Linked DNA regions of Oryzias latipes: region 2 is linked to region 1. Evidence: chromatin contacts called from public Hi-C data. All regions are on one chromosome and are shown on one strand. The core of a region is the stretch at or near the end of the contact, and the rest is flanking DNA. Distances in the headings are between cores, read along the strand shown.

Region 1 (7,452 bases), core at 3,479-5,978:
AAATTGACATGACTCCCAAAAATGAACTTTATTTTGTTAATCTTTGATTTAAAGTTTCAGGAAGTGAAGTCCAAATTGATTTGTACTAACAGACAAAGCTTTGACTTTGTTTCCCATGAAACCATTCAGAAAATGTCAGGAGTATTCTGGATTCTGCTTGCCTTCTTTTCTCCAAACCCCAAACTTCCTGTGTCTCCCAGCGATTACCACAAACCTGTCAGCCTATCCTGGTTGCTGTGGCGACCAGCCTTCGTCATGGCAACCCCCCCCCCCCCCCCCCCCCCCCCCCCCAGCGGTTTGTCTTGCTGGTGGAGGGAGCGGGCGGGGGTGTTATCAGGCAGGAAGGTGAGATAAGGAAGTGGATTTTTCATTGAGTAGATAAAAGAGCTGCTGATACTGGTCAGTAAAACATTTAAACCACAAGAAGAGGCTGGAGATGCCTATAGATATATAAAAAAAAACACATAATTTAAAATGCTCCAGGAGAAAAGTTTTTTAAATCTTTAGAGACATATCTGCTGTCACCCAGAAAAAAGAAGCTATTCTTTTGTTTCCCGACTCGCAGCAGCGATAAAGCATCATTAAGCATTCAGCAGGAATGCAATAAGACATACAGTACGTTTCAGCCTCAGGCTGCAGCTAAATTCTGAAACCGTGATTTATAAGCTCTGATGGAAAGTCTCATCTGGAAGTCAAACATGTCTGCTTGCAAGAACTCCAGCTGTGCTCTGTTTCGCTCTTTTGTATTTGTATCTGCATGATCTCCAGGTCTTGGACACACAAAACCCATATTTGAAAAAAAAAGAAGTTTTTTTTAAAGCATTTTAAACTGAAAAGTCAACAGAATCTCATTAAAAGTATTACACTATTTGACTTATCCAGTTAGGGTAAAGCAAAAAAAGAGTCCAAGACGAATAGCAGTTAATGCAGTGACTACATATAAAAACATATTACATTTTAATTTTACACATTCTTTTGATATTGAATTTCATATCCCTTCTTTGCTTTGGTCTCTTAAGTTAAAGTCCCCGGCAGAATGTCCTGCTATGTATTTACGGTAAAAAAAATGAATGTCTGTTCATATTCATTCTGTTTCGCTTTGTCTAGTTTCTGCGTTGCAATTTCTCAACCAAAAGAAAGACTTAAGGACCCACTTTAGTGTTCTTGGGGCATTTTTTTCTAACATGCATTAGGAAAATTAAGCTCAACGTTTTCATTTCCGAGTATTTCTTTATTTAACTCTTTAGGAATCAGGAGCAGACGATAAACTGCGGTTTAAAACAGCTGGTAGTTGTGACGTAGAGACTTCAATGCAGATAAGATCCACGCATGTCTTTGTTTTTCTTGTCTGGCTCAAAAATGTACAGCTAAGTATGAAAACTGAGAACATTTTGTCGTCTCAGACGTACTCAATGCAGTTGTCAATAGGTGTTTTTTGTTTTGCAATTGCAACAAAATATCAGTTTATTATTAGCCACTAGAATAAAAATGTCTGCTTAAAAGTACCACCAATACAGTATAGCTTCCACCATATAATTAAAAAAAAAAGAATTTGTCTGGGTTCTTCATCTTAGCCGTCTCATTCAGCTCACCGTCTCTTCCTTCACTGAACTTCAGTTGTCTGCAGAATCAGTAAGCAGCACCTTAAGAAGTATTTTCTTCCGACTTCTCATCCCCACACAGCACCAGGCTGTCCTTGAATTTCAAATGCAAAAAGAGGCATTTGTATGCATGCAAAGTTTAGCAGCCATTGATCTCCTCCAGCAGGATTATTCCCTTTTATTTTTTTACAAACATTTGCATACATTTTAGTCTGTAGTGAGCATTTACAAATACTAAATGGAAGCAACATTTAATGGAATTTTTCACTCGTTTGTTGGAACTACAGAGCAGTTCCTCAGTCGTCCACTAGATGGAGCGATATAGGCAAAAGTGAAAAAAATTTGTTTTAAACAAAAATAGAAAACAGACTCTAATCAACAGTTTGACATGCAATCAAGTCCAACTTTCACTCTACTTCCACCTTTGACCTAAATATAAATTTTGAGACAGATTAATTTCTTTTGCCGATTTATTAGAAAAGCTACAGCATAAAATTACACATTTCATCAAAAACAACATTGGAGAGCAAGTTCTCAATACAAAGAAATGAATGGGAGCGTCTCATCGACACCCACATTCGTCCACCACCATGTCCTGGTAGTGTCTCAGCACCACGTTGTCGTTGTTGTCATAGTACAGCATGGAGATCGGGGAGAGGCGGATGGGGACGCAGCCCGGCTGGGGCGTGCCCTGCGGGTCCAGAGAGTGGACCAGAGTCTGCAGGATGGCGTGGTTGGTGCCGTTCAGACTCTCGCTGAGCGGGAAGGGACACTCGCCGTGGCAGTAGTTGGCCATGTACCCCTGTGGAGCGATGATCCAGTCCTGCCAGCCCACGTCTTTAAAGTCGATGTAGAGGCGGCGAGCCTTGCACACGTTGCTGGGCGTCACGGGGAGGTGGACGGCGCTCCTCTTCTGTCTGGAGCGACACTGATGGGGGTTCAGAGACACGGCCACCAGAGAGGCCTGGATGAGCGGTAGAGTGGAGGTCGGCTCTAAGGGGAGGAAGTTGCCAGGGTAAAAAGGGGAAAACTCTCCCCCAGCCGCACTGAGAGGACGCAGTTCTAAAACCAAGCCGTAATTGCGTCCCGCTTGCCGCCATCTCTCTGCCAGGGAGGTGAGGTCCACAGTGATGGGAGAGGGTTGGGGCTGCAGCTGGACGGAGCGCGCCAGCAGGAGCTTGCGGTTGGCTCGAGGATCCGCTCCCCTCAGCGTGCTCCGGATCACTTCATGCAGCGACAAACTGACAGCCGGGGCCGCCTGCAGGAGCGCCGCGGCTCTAACGGGCTTCCAGTGCAAGCTGACTTCCAGCTGAGCCAGAGACAGCAGCTCCACGGGCTGCAGGACCGTCATGTTGAAGAAAACCTGCTTCTCCACACAATCCTGACAGCTGAGGCTCCATCCAGACAAGAGCCTGCCTGCAACACATCAGCAGGAGGAGAAACGCTTTCAGGGAACAGAACGGCAGAGGAATTCCCTCCAAACTCTGGAGACTTCCTGCTCTTCACATGGGCGGGGTTTGATTACAAAATCTGCTCACTTTAGTGTAAAAAAAACACAAACATGAATAAAACTTTACGATATGTTTGTTTTTTATTCTCAAAACTTTATTTTTTAACGTTCACGGTATTTGATCAGGCTTCAGTTGTTTTCTATTTGCTCTACATAAACTTTGCCAAACTTTTTTTTTTTCAAAATTAGCACAGGTCAAGAATTTCTTTAGTCTCATTTAGAACTTTATTTTAAATCTGAAATAAGAAAAATATTAATGAAATGAGTTAAAATCCTTTTGCTCCATCCTCTTGACTATAGAAAAACCGGATTTAAGACTAAAAAAATCCCTCAAATTGCTTGACTTAAGAAAACGTAGGTGTTTGTTTAAAGATCAATAAATGATGAAAAGTTAGACAGCCATTCAGTGTCGTTATTTTGGAAACATAAATGTAGATTTATGTCCTAAGAATAAGTGATAGTATTAGATAAAAAGATTTGATACACATTATGTTCAAATTTTACTGTAAAATGAGTCATTTTACACTTTTTTTAATAGTTTATTTCTATCTTTATGAATGTTTGTGTGGAACTATGTTTCTAGATTTTGATATTTCTCTTTAAGTAAAAATTACTTGCTGCATAAACAATTTCTTACTGCTTAGATTGAATTACTAGTGAAATTCTGTTTACGGTTAGTTTTTACTTTTTTCTCCTTTTTAAGGCTTGTTATTTTTGCAGTGCAAGATATTGTATTTGCTAAAATTGAATCTAAATTTTGAATTTTAATACAGCTTTCCTCAGTTTTACATGTCATTGCTCACTGAAAGGTTCTCCACCAGGTAGCGAGCATTAGAAACAATGTTGCGTTCAGGGACCGTATTTGCGTCTTATTTGCTAGCTTTTTGTAACAAATAACATTTCCAGGTCACAGAGTCCACCTACCCTGGTCTTGAACGTATCGAATGATGTTACCGCGGACTCCGTACTCGGACACCGTGCACGGGTCACCCTCCGGGTCCTGGGGGGTCTCTGACCTCCGGAACATCTTCCAGAAGGCGGGAGGAACTTGGTTCCGGAGCTGGTGCTTCCCTGCGGGCCGCGGCCTACCCGTGAGCCCCAGGGAGCTGAGGAAGAGTCGCTCTTGGGCCTTCAGCTCCTCTCGAGGTTGAAAGGCACCAGCAACGAGTAACCACGCTGCTAACCGGATCAGAGGCCCCATGGCGGCCTGTCTGCTCTGCTGGTCAACGAAATGCAGGGAACTTTCTGGAATTTAGCTAATTATGCAAATGTGAAGCTGTGAGATTAAGTAGGAAGGCTGATCGTTGGTCACTAGAGGTGCCCCGCTTCTTTATCTTATCTGGAATTTACATCCATGATAAGACTTCGTGTTTCACTAAACCAGCAGCAACAACAACAAAAAGAGCCATTCTTGGACCATTTTTCTTTTAAAAACATGTGTCCTTACTTCTAAGAATGAATTTCCATCGGTAATTCACATTTGAAAGTCTAGAAAAATGTTCCGCGCTGAATGATGGGTAATGTACTCGGTTTACGCGCCATTTATTTTAAAGCTTGCCGAAATCAACAACAGACTTTAAATCAACGTTTTCAAGCACAAACCTACACAATCTTTAAATTGCATGTCATTCCAATTGTGTTTGGTAACACAAAATCCCAAACGTGTGTCACTTCCTTAATTAAAGTAACGTTTTCTTCAGGTATCAATAAAATGGCAGATCTTTCTTATATCATTTTCAAATTATAGTTAGTTGAAAAGTGAGATTTTAGTTATTTCTTTAGTCTTGGCATTAAAATCCCTATTATACCTTTAAATCATTTTCAATCACTCCAATATTTTAGCTCTCTGGGAAAAAAAAGGATAGCCTACTTTAGGTAATTTTCTTGGACTCTAAATTAACACAATTCTATTTATTATTATTATTACTATTAAACATGGATGAGGAAAGTTCAAAGCCTTTTAAAACTTTAACTTTTGGATACATTTTTATTGTTCTGCGTCTTCAGGTTAAAAGATCATTTGAAATTTCTGCAGAGAGTTACACTTTAAGTTAGTTAATTTGGAATTCAATACTTATCTTTGTAACCTTTAGTTTACGTTTCTTTTAAACCACACTTGTGGTGTTTTTAGGCATGTCGTAAAACTAAACTTAATTTCCACTTAGCCATGTGGTTTCCAAAAAATAAAAAAGAGAAAGATGTAGGAATAAAAAAACCTAACAGTGAAGCACGGGGGTGGGAGGATTATGTCATTTTTGTGCTGCAGAAGAAATTAAAGTACTACAAAATCCGACTGAAGAAACATGTCCAAACAGCTTGTCTGGAAATAAATAGTTACTTCCTGCTTTGTTTTAGTCCATTTTAATGCATCACTTCATTAATTTTAGATGAATAAATCTGTCAGACCCCTATTCCATACTTGATTTTGGCAATATTTTCCAGACAGACAGCTTAAAATCCCTTGATTCTGTTATGAAAACTTTTAATTGTTTGTTGTTCTGTGATTAATAAACACATCAACATCTCACTATTTATTAAAATGTGGAGAAAATGAAAAAAAAAAAGTTGAATATTGAGATAGTGGGGGATAATCACATAAGCCCCCAACAGAGACTGAGAAAGAAATGTTTTTAAGCATTCATCTAAATAATCAACTGGCAGCACAAACACCCAGTCTAGTTATCTAAAATGCTTGATAATTACAGTTTTTTTTAAAATAAAAATGCATAAAACTAATTAGATTAAATGGGCTCAACAATAAACTATAAGCAGAAGATAGAACAGTATTTTTGGTAAAACCATCCATATCTATTTGTGTGTTAACTCCACCCTCTGGTGTCCACTTAGGGTATTTCTTTTTTTATTTAAAATGTATCTATAGATTCATATAAATATGTGTCCTAAAGTGCCTTTAGCAAACTATAAGCTCAAAGGAAGTATCCTAGTTACCAACTGTCGTAGCTTGAGTGTTTTTCTAACAATTTCGTCTAAACCTTTTAATAATTCTTGCAGATGTTTTTCATCATTTTTGCTCCTGACCCATTATTTTTTCCGATTATTTGCAAAAAATGGAGCTCTCTGATCCTTCACTTAGGACTTTACGTTGAATATATTTAACTTCTGAGTGTCATTGTTTGTTTCAAAACCACAAAAAGCTGCAGACTTTTAAACCTTTTCTGCTCAGTAAACACAGTACATTCAGTCAAATTGCATTGATTTCATTTTTTCTTTTAATATAGTTGGCAATTAAAGACGATTTTAATGACTATTTACAGATTAATATGTACAGTGGTCAAAGACGAGTAGAGGTTTTGGTTTCTGGGGTGGGAAGGGGGGCAGGGGGGGAAAAAAAGCAGACATTCACCCCACCAGTGCATCAACAGACACATCCCAGAATTCCTCCCATCATTTAGTCAACACTGACGGTATGTGTGCATAGCTGGGACAGAGTTTTTGGCGTGCCAACAAGATATGAACACACAGTACTGATACGAATGACCAAAAGACGCTGGCTGATCCGTCAGTGAACGTTTCACCTGATGTCCTAGAAAATGAAACAGAAGAACGCACACACAGATACACAACTGGAGCCTCTGGTTAGAACTCTGGGTTTATAGTAGAGTTTGCAAAAACCAAGACAAAAATAGACTTTGTTGGGATTCCTTATCTCTTCTTGTAGAACATTTTCTTTTTTTTTTAACAGAGATAATCGCGCTAGCTTGTCATTTGATTGCTGTGGATAATTTCGGCATAAATGTTAAAGTTTTAACTCCAGTTTGAGAACTGTCGCTCAGAATAAACGTTCCTATTGATTTTCCCTTCATCTTACAGGATGACCGTGGAGTCCAACAGTATCTATTGCTGCTTTTCATTGACAGTTACGGAGCACGGACTGCTAACTTGTGCGTCACATTTGTGTGTGTGTGTTTGAGGGGTCTTTCTTTAGTGCACGGATGCATGCTTGAAATCTAGGCTCCAGTTTGAAATCCACTGGTGAGGCACGGACAGCACTTTCCGCTCGTCACACTCACAACCAAAGTTCTGGATCTCCAGGGCTTTGGTGAATTGTGGGACAATCAGGAGTGGGGTTTTTTTTCCTTCCAAATAGCACAACATGAGCAGATCTGATGAATCAGTTTTTTTATATATATATATATTTATATTTATATCTATAAATCCATTCAATGAGCTATGTACAAGTATGGCAAAGAAAATCTTTTATTTGAACTTGTCAGCAGTTGTATTCAGCTCTTCACTGTCCAGTCTGTAAGATGTGAACGGTTCACGCTTGATTGGGAGTCCAAAGCGGCGCCCCGCAGCGCCGTTTGCCATAGACCAGAG
Region 2 (7,452 bases), core at 2,929-5,428, 230 kb before region 1:
TTACTTGTAATTCTTCAATTATCCTATTATTTTAGTTTAAATTAATAGAATAGCTTTGCTAAAAATAAATAAAGCACATTTACGTTTATCTTTGTTTTCTATTAGTCCATTTTAACTGATTTTTGAGATTTTTTATAGCTTTATTTCTATTGTGTATACAGCTGTAGAAAGAATGCGAAAACAATTAGTGAGAATTTTCTCAGCAGTTTTCCTTTAGGGGAGCTTGGATGCGATCGGGTTTGGGGATGAGGTAGGTGACGGTCTATGATCTGCGCTTTGCAGGGCAGGGGCATCTCACCCTCTCAGGTGCTCTTGGTGGGAGTCCAGAATGTCACCGTCCTCCTCCATCCGTGCAGGTCACACCCTCTCTGCACTGTGGTGCACGACCTTCCAGCAGGAAATCACTCAGCCTCTGGCTCTAGATGCTCCAGTTGCCCTCAGCTCACCTGTGGCTGTGGCTGCTGCTGTTCTGCCTGTTGTGACATACACTGCAGCTGAAGGCTCCCTGCACATAAAGGAGTTTTGACTGCATCTTATTGCAATGAAACAGAAAGAAACCAGTTTGTTATTGTTTTTTAATTAAGCGCCTACTTAAAGTCCCACTCCAATAATCTTATGATCTATTGTAAAGGCATTAACAGTGCCATTTTAAATTTGATTATGCCGGAGCCTGTGGCCTGCTGACTGTAGTACCACGTCAATGCTACAAGCTTTTTCAAACTGCAGTTTTTTGTCTGCTCCTGAGTCACAACAATTTGAATAAAGAAATACTCAGAAATGCCGTTTCAGGCGGAATTTTCTTAATATATGTTCTACATCATAAAAAATCCCACAAGAACATGTTATAAACACCAAAAAACACAATTTTTATTGAAGGAAGGTTATAAGAAATTAGCCACATATCCGTACACCTGTCATCCTAACAAGTGAGCAATTGTGATCTGCAAGGTTGATTGCTCTAATTTAATAAAAATGCAAAAATTGTCCCCTCACAGAGGGCTTATGTTGTCGCAGCTGTTTTCCCTGTAACCACAAGATGGAAACATAAGACTGTGTTTGTCCAGACGACCGACTGACACCATGTGGAGAAGAAAACAGAAACATTTGACCAATTTGCAAAATAAATATTCACCAAAATTAGAACAGAAATTTGTTAAAGGTGTTGAAGAACTGATGATATACCAGTATGTAATAACACAGAGTAGGTGTATATTTTTGTATCAAATGTGAAGCATTAGGGTTATGAGTTCTCCGACTCCAAAACAATCATAAAGAATTTATTTGAAAAAACCTATTAAGTAAATTTGTATTTAAAGTACCTCTGGATGCTGATAAATTCATTATGTTGCGGAATTACGAAGCTAAGTATAACGAATTTCACCCATCTTTTTCAGGGTTGTGTCATTGTGTCAGTTGGACTAAAAGGATTTTGTCATTTTGTGACATAAAAACAAGAATCTGAGATGCCACATTTGAGAAAGAGAAGTGTAAAGAAAGAATAACCTCATGAAAAAGGTGACTTTTGTCTAAAGCATAAGCTCATCACATACAGGCAAACTGCCTCTTGGACCTTTTCCACATGGTGCTGCTGTAGAGCCGTGGAAACTTGCTCGCCACGTGCTCAGCCTCCCCTCCTCCAACACAGCGATGGAGACAAGAGCTGCCGGTGTGCCATCATGCAGATACGTGGAGTTTATCAAGGCAATTCCTTTTATAATCCTCTTGATACTCGTTGCTAGTGTTTTATCTGTTTAATAGCATTTTACTGCAACATGCCATAAAAACGGACCCTTTTTTTATGGCGCTACCAGGCACATTGTTTGGGGAATTGACCCTGCTTTGGTAATGACTGCCTATAAATTTGCACTCAGTTATACCAAAAAAGAAAAAAGAAAAGAGGTAGAAAGGGAGGTGGGGGGGGGGGGGGGGGCACTTCATCCCAAAGAGGAGGGAATATTTTCTGGAAGCAGCAGGAAGAGAGTCTCAGCCATTAAAGGTTTCAACCCTGATGGCTTTTAATTTTATTTGCTGAAGAATTGTTCGAGCAACCGGTCCATCATGGAGACAATCACAAATGCATGTTTTTCGAAGAAACAAATGGGGGAAAAAACAATCATACATTCAATAACTGTAGAGGTAAAAGGAGGACATGCAGAAGAAGCAAGCAAGTCGTCTCGCTGTGAGGCAAGAGTGCAAACACCAACACCTCCAGAAAGGTGTCCAGCCGCCCCACTGGGTTTCACAGGCACACTGCATGGTTGAGAACGGTGGAGGAATTATGCTGCAGTTGTTGCCTTTGTTTGGATTTGTGGGTTGGGAGCAATAAGATTTGGGAAAGAAAGGGATCAATCCTTCACTTTATTTGCTGGGCAAGTGCCAACAACAAGCTGTCCAAGCGATACAACAACATATTGCTGCTTTATTGGTGGGATTATTTCAAATGCCAGCAGCAGGACCACTTGGTCATGTTATGAGGATAATGAAAGGGGGGGGGGAAATCAATGATGTGTTGAAAAGAAATCAACACAGAATGTAGGTGAGAATTAAATCTGAAGTGCATCTCTGTGTTTGGGGAGGGGGCTACAGGAGTCAAAGCAAAAATACAGAAAAAAATTTAAAAAAATTCAACGGTTTGATTTTATTGTGAATAGGCATCAATCTAAGGATATTTAAACTTTAAAACTAATGTTTCAATTGTACTTTTCTCCTAAATCAGCAATTTGCTGCGTTCTAAATCTCTGCATAATCTGCATAAAATCTAGCATAACAAGTATTTTTTACCACCTTTTTAGTATACAGTAATATTTTTTTGTGTGATTTTTTCCCTTCATGTTTGTTTTACAAATTAAGTTTAACAATTTTCGATTGTAAAAGCCTTGTAAGATTTATTTCTTCAACATTAATTGTTCTGCATTGTTGTTTTTTCACTTGCTAGCTTTTTTGTTGTTCTTAATTCCTCTTTTACCTATTACACTGCAAAAACGGATTCCTAAGAAAGTACGAAGACTCCTGTTTCAAGATTTCTTTTTAATGTCTTGCAAGAAAAATAGTCTTACCAAGAAAGTTTTTCAAAAGCAGCATAATCTTAGTTTAAGAAAACATGTCCTAGTAGCTAGAATGTTATTGTTAAAATATAAATTATTTTTAAAACAAATGTTCTGACCCCACAAATGTTCTTTTTGTCTTATTTAAAAAAGATACTGCCAATGAGGTAAGATTTTTTTTACTTATTTCTACCAGGTCTGTTTTGTAGTGTAGATGGTCTTAAATGAGGTTTTATTGAAATGTAAATCCCATTACATTTTTATTATTTATGATTATGTAATCCGTGATGAATAGAAAAAAAAAGCAAACAGAAATATCTCCAATGAACGCACGTTTTAGCGACTGCTGTTTTGCAAAAGTGAAGGCTGTGCTGTCAGATAGCAGCGGGGTGCTAATTCAAGTGTAAAACAGTTGATCTAATCTTCACCAACATGTCCACGTTTGACGTTTTCCACAGGAAATGGCTCTGTGTTTGTGTGCTGCTCTGAAAACCGTTCCTGTTTTTCAATTTTCTCTGCGTTCAAACCCTCACCCTCCCACCACCACCCGCTGGCTGCTTCACCAACACTTTCTCCAGCACTTTCTCTGAGAAACCTGACAAGTTAGGAGTTCTGTGGGTTTTATTTGTGTGTAATTTCATAATAACAAGTTTTTTGTTTTTTTTTTAAGTCAAAGTCCTGTCATTTTGTTGAGTTTTGTTGCAGGAAAATTGGAAGGTGTTGGGATTAGGATTAAGGAATTGGAAAATTCTGTCAATAAAAGGAAGGGAATGTTTTGAAGAAGCATTCTCTGTGCAGAAACGATGAAAACCGATTTTACATGCAGACGCAGGGCGAGAAAGAGAAAGAATCAATAGAGGCATTTGGTTTATTATCATAAACACACACACACAGTGTGTGTGTGTGTGTGTGTGTGTATGGGAGGACTGTTTTTAATCTCCAGATGGTTGACTGAGACTTGGCTGCTCGGTACACAGAGTCAGAGAGAAGAAAGCAGGCAGAAGGCGTCTTTTCTACTTGAGCCTGACTGCATGTGTGCTTGTGTGCTTGTGTGTGTGTCTGTGTGTAGCACGTCTGCCAAAACTGCTCATGTGTGTGTATGTGTGTGTGTCTGACCTTGAAGGAGGAGGCTCAGTTGGGATGAGGAGCCCATTCCCCCCCTTCTCTCTCCTCCACCCCCCGCTGCGCCTCCCCCCTGGGTAAAGAACGACTGGTTTCTCATCCTCCTCCTGTCCTCTCTCCTCTTTCCAGTCTACTCCTCCCTTTTCATCTACTTCTTTCTATGCTTTTCTGTTTGCTCTCCTTTCAGTTTTTTTGTTTTCTCCATTCATTTCTTCTCTATATTCATTCCAAACTTCGTCTTCTCTCCCCCCCCCCACACCCTGTCCTTCTTTCCCCTCGTCTTTCATCATCTCCGTCCCCCTCTTTCCTCTCTGTCTCCATGTCATCTGCCTTCACGTTGAATAACTGCGTAGCCTTCCCAACATTCGCTTTAAGCAGCCAAGGTGCTCTGCATGAAAGAGAAGAAAAGGAGAAGAAGAAGAAAAAAAAAGCCCAGACGCGTCAGAAGGAGAAGAGAGCAAGGAATCAAATGCCAAACTAAAAGCTGTTTCAAAAGCTTTAGAGACAGCACCAAACCCAGGGGGTAGAAAAACCTGCCATGAGAATCAGTCAAAGGGAAGGTATGACAGTCAGCTTGTGAAACGCTTTTCTTTATTTCTGTATCCACAAAGCATCAGAAAGCAGCACTTTGATTCCTTCACAACGGTTGTATCAGCATGTTTTCCCTCCTTTCCTTCTGTTGTCCTCTCAGACGACGCCACATGTCCGTTCTTCACGACTGCTGCGTCAGGTTTTTGACGGTTTCCTCGGAGAAGGAAGAGTCTTCAGTTCACTTTTAAATGTGAGCTTCCGGAAAAATCAAGTCTCAAAAGAATGAAAAAAAAAGGGCCAAAAGAAAAGGATGTTACTTCAAAAATACAAGATTTTGACTTTTTTTAAATTTATTTAAGTAACGACTTCTCAACAAAATGTATTGACCTCATGAATTTTAATTTGAAAAGATGCTTATTGTGAAATGTTGAAAGTGGCTTCCTGATAAAAAGAATAATAAAATAGTGTGTCACTTCAGATCTTCTATTTGTATAAAATCAAGCTACAAAAGAGGATGAACATTCTGTACTTGCCAACATGGTTAAAAAAGTTCAAACATACAGCAAAAACCACTTTTTTCTCTATTAACTTGAAACTTGTAAAAACTAAAACAGGACAGAGACAAGAGCTCTGATTTCAAAATTAACAAGATAAAAGTTTGAGCTCATTTAGGTATAGTTACTGACAAAAATCACAGGACATCATGCCTCCTTCCATCCCAGAGACTTTCAGTTAACAGTTTTACTGTTAACTTTTCAGTTAACAGTAAAATGGAATTCCAGGATAAACAGCTGACTTCCTTTTCCTTCAGTATCAGCCAAAAATCCTTGTCCTATGAAACCTGTTGCTTCAGAATCACACTACTAAGTGACAAAAACATTGTAGCCAGTCAAATGATAACTCAAGGAAAAGTAAAAAAAAAATTAAGAACTAATCATTTACTCAGTAGCAGTTTTTAATATATTTTTTTAAAGAGACATCTTAATGAACATTAAACAAATGTAAATCTAGCAAGCTCTTTTCTTTTTTCTATTTTTTTCCTTTCATCTTTAACAAGTGTCGTGTTTTGTGGAGGTTGTCAATTGTTCTTTTCCCCTCTTATCTTTGTTCGTCGTTGTCTTTTATACCAAATGCTCACTTAAACTTGAAAACATGTAAAAAAAAAAAGGGAAAGTAAAAATGCCAGATTTTAGCCACAGGCAGCAGGTAAAAGACAGATTACAAATATAAATACAATTTAAAACTACAATAGCGTTTTATATTTAATGTTTTGTAATAAAATCTTCTGGTTCCTAGTTTTTTCAGATTTCTGAAGCTAGGGTCACAGTTTTTGAAGATGACAAAACTGTGAGTGAGTAACAAAAAATTGGATGTACTCGTGGTGATTACCAGACGAAATGAGCTGAAGGGGCTTAGTACGATGGGTGATAAACGAGAGGTGTTGACCCCCCAAACCGGCAGCTTTTATGGGAGTGTCTAAGGGTTCCGTGGGCAACAAGAGGGATTTAACCAGATCAAGATCAATAAGGCTTTGTTCGGCCCCCGAATCAACCAGAGCATGAGTTTCAGTAACAACGGTTCCAAAACACAACTTGACAGGGATGTAAAAAAAATCCTTAGAAGTGGGAGCGACAAACTTACCCGCCCGCGGCCTGTCATCTAGCGGGGGGTTCGGGAGTTTAAACGGAGCGGACACTGGGAAACCTGATGGCCGTGATTACCGCAGTAGAAACACAACCCCTCATCTCTACGTTTCTGCCGCTCTTCTGCAGACAGCTTGGAATGGCCGACCTGCATAGGCTCCACTGGGGGTTCGCGTGGTCTGAGTGGAGAAAAATCAGCAAGGTGGACTGGGAACTGAGACAGATTAGCGGATGGCTGTTTACAAGGTAACGAGTTACGTTCATGATTACGTTCTCTGAGACGGGTGTCGGAACGTAAAGCGTCGGAAACTAGGTCTTCAAATGATGAAGCTTCAGGCTGTGAGCACAAATGATCTTTTATGTTTTCATTTAAGGACTGATAAAAAATACCTCTAAGCGCCGGGTCAGACCATCCAGCCTCCACTGCTAGGATCCGGAAATCAATCACATGGTCGCTGACAGATCGATTGTGTTGCTTGAGGCTCAGCAAACGTCTGGTGGCTTCTTCCTGCTTTCTAGGCTGATCAAAAACGAGTCGAAACTCACCAATGAATCTTTCGAAGGGGAGGTGGGAGATGGGATTGGCCGCCAGGAAGGCTTGGGCCCACTGCAGCGCTTTACTCCTGAGGGCATTGACAATGAGCGTAATTTTGCAGTGGTCCGAGTGGTAGAAACGGGGGGCCTGCTGGAAGAGGAGTTGACACTGCAATAAGAAACCCCCGCATGCCTCTACATCACCATGAAATGGCTCAGGCTGTAATCTGTAGTTTTCCGGGGCCGAGGCGGAAACAGAAGCAGTCAGGTCGGTGGGAGACGGAAGTGGGGCTGGAGCTGCGGAGCTGGATTGTTGTCTAGTTAATTCTAACAGGGTCTGTGTCATGCTATCCAGACGCCGAAATAAATCCTGCTGAGCGGAGGCCATTTGGGTCAATGTGTCGGCTTGACGTCCTAGCATGATGCCCTGCTGGTGAACTGCCAGACGGAGTCCTTCTGGGTCAGCTGGGTTGGGGTGATGGCCAGTCCGTTCTGTCATGATCAGAACACGAAGCGGACCCAAGTGCTGGAACCCAGAAGGAAAAACAGGGAATGGTTGGTAAGTAGGATTTATTTTA

Evidence for each region. A called contact is a pair of places that touch in the nucleus more often than the background predicts.
Region 2: a contact with region 1 is called in a Hi-C map of fibroblasts, with 3 times the contacts expected there. The contact joins the enhancer-like site here to the promoter of gdf3 in region 1. A contact is called at or near these places in 2 of 5 Hi-C or Micro-C datasets (embryo and fibroblasts).

What each region holds. Positions count from the first base shown.
Region 1 is chr21:5,351,789-5,359,240 of ASM223467v1, reverse strand. gdf3 (growth/differentiation factor 3) reads right to left here and starts at 4,728. Exons shown (of 2, transcript XM_004081435.4): 1 at 4,036-4,728; 2 at 1,751-3,017. The coding sequence starts at 4,312. The coding sequence ends at 2,164. trappc10 (trafficking protein particle complex subunit 10) reads right to left here. Exons shown (of 23, transcript XM_004081543.4): 23 at 6,322-7,452.
Region 2 is chr21:5,586,112-5,593,563 of ASM223467v1, reverse strand. No RefSeq gene overlaps it. Among protein-coding and RNA genes, the nearest start is that of LOC101164105, 13 kb to the left of the region's middle. Within about 2 kb of position 4,178, at least 3 of the 8 cell types and tissues checked have an H3K27ac peak or open chromatin away from gene starts, as enhancers often do.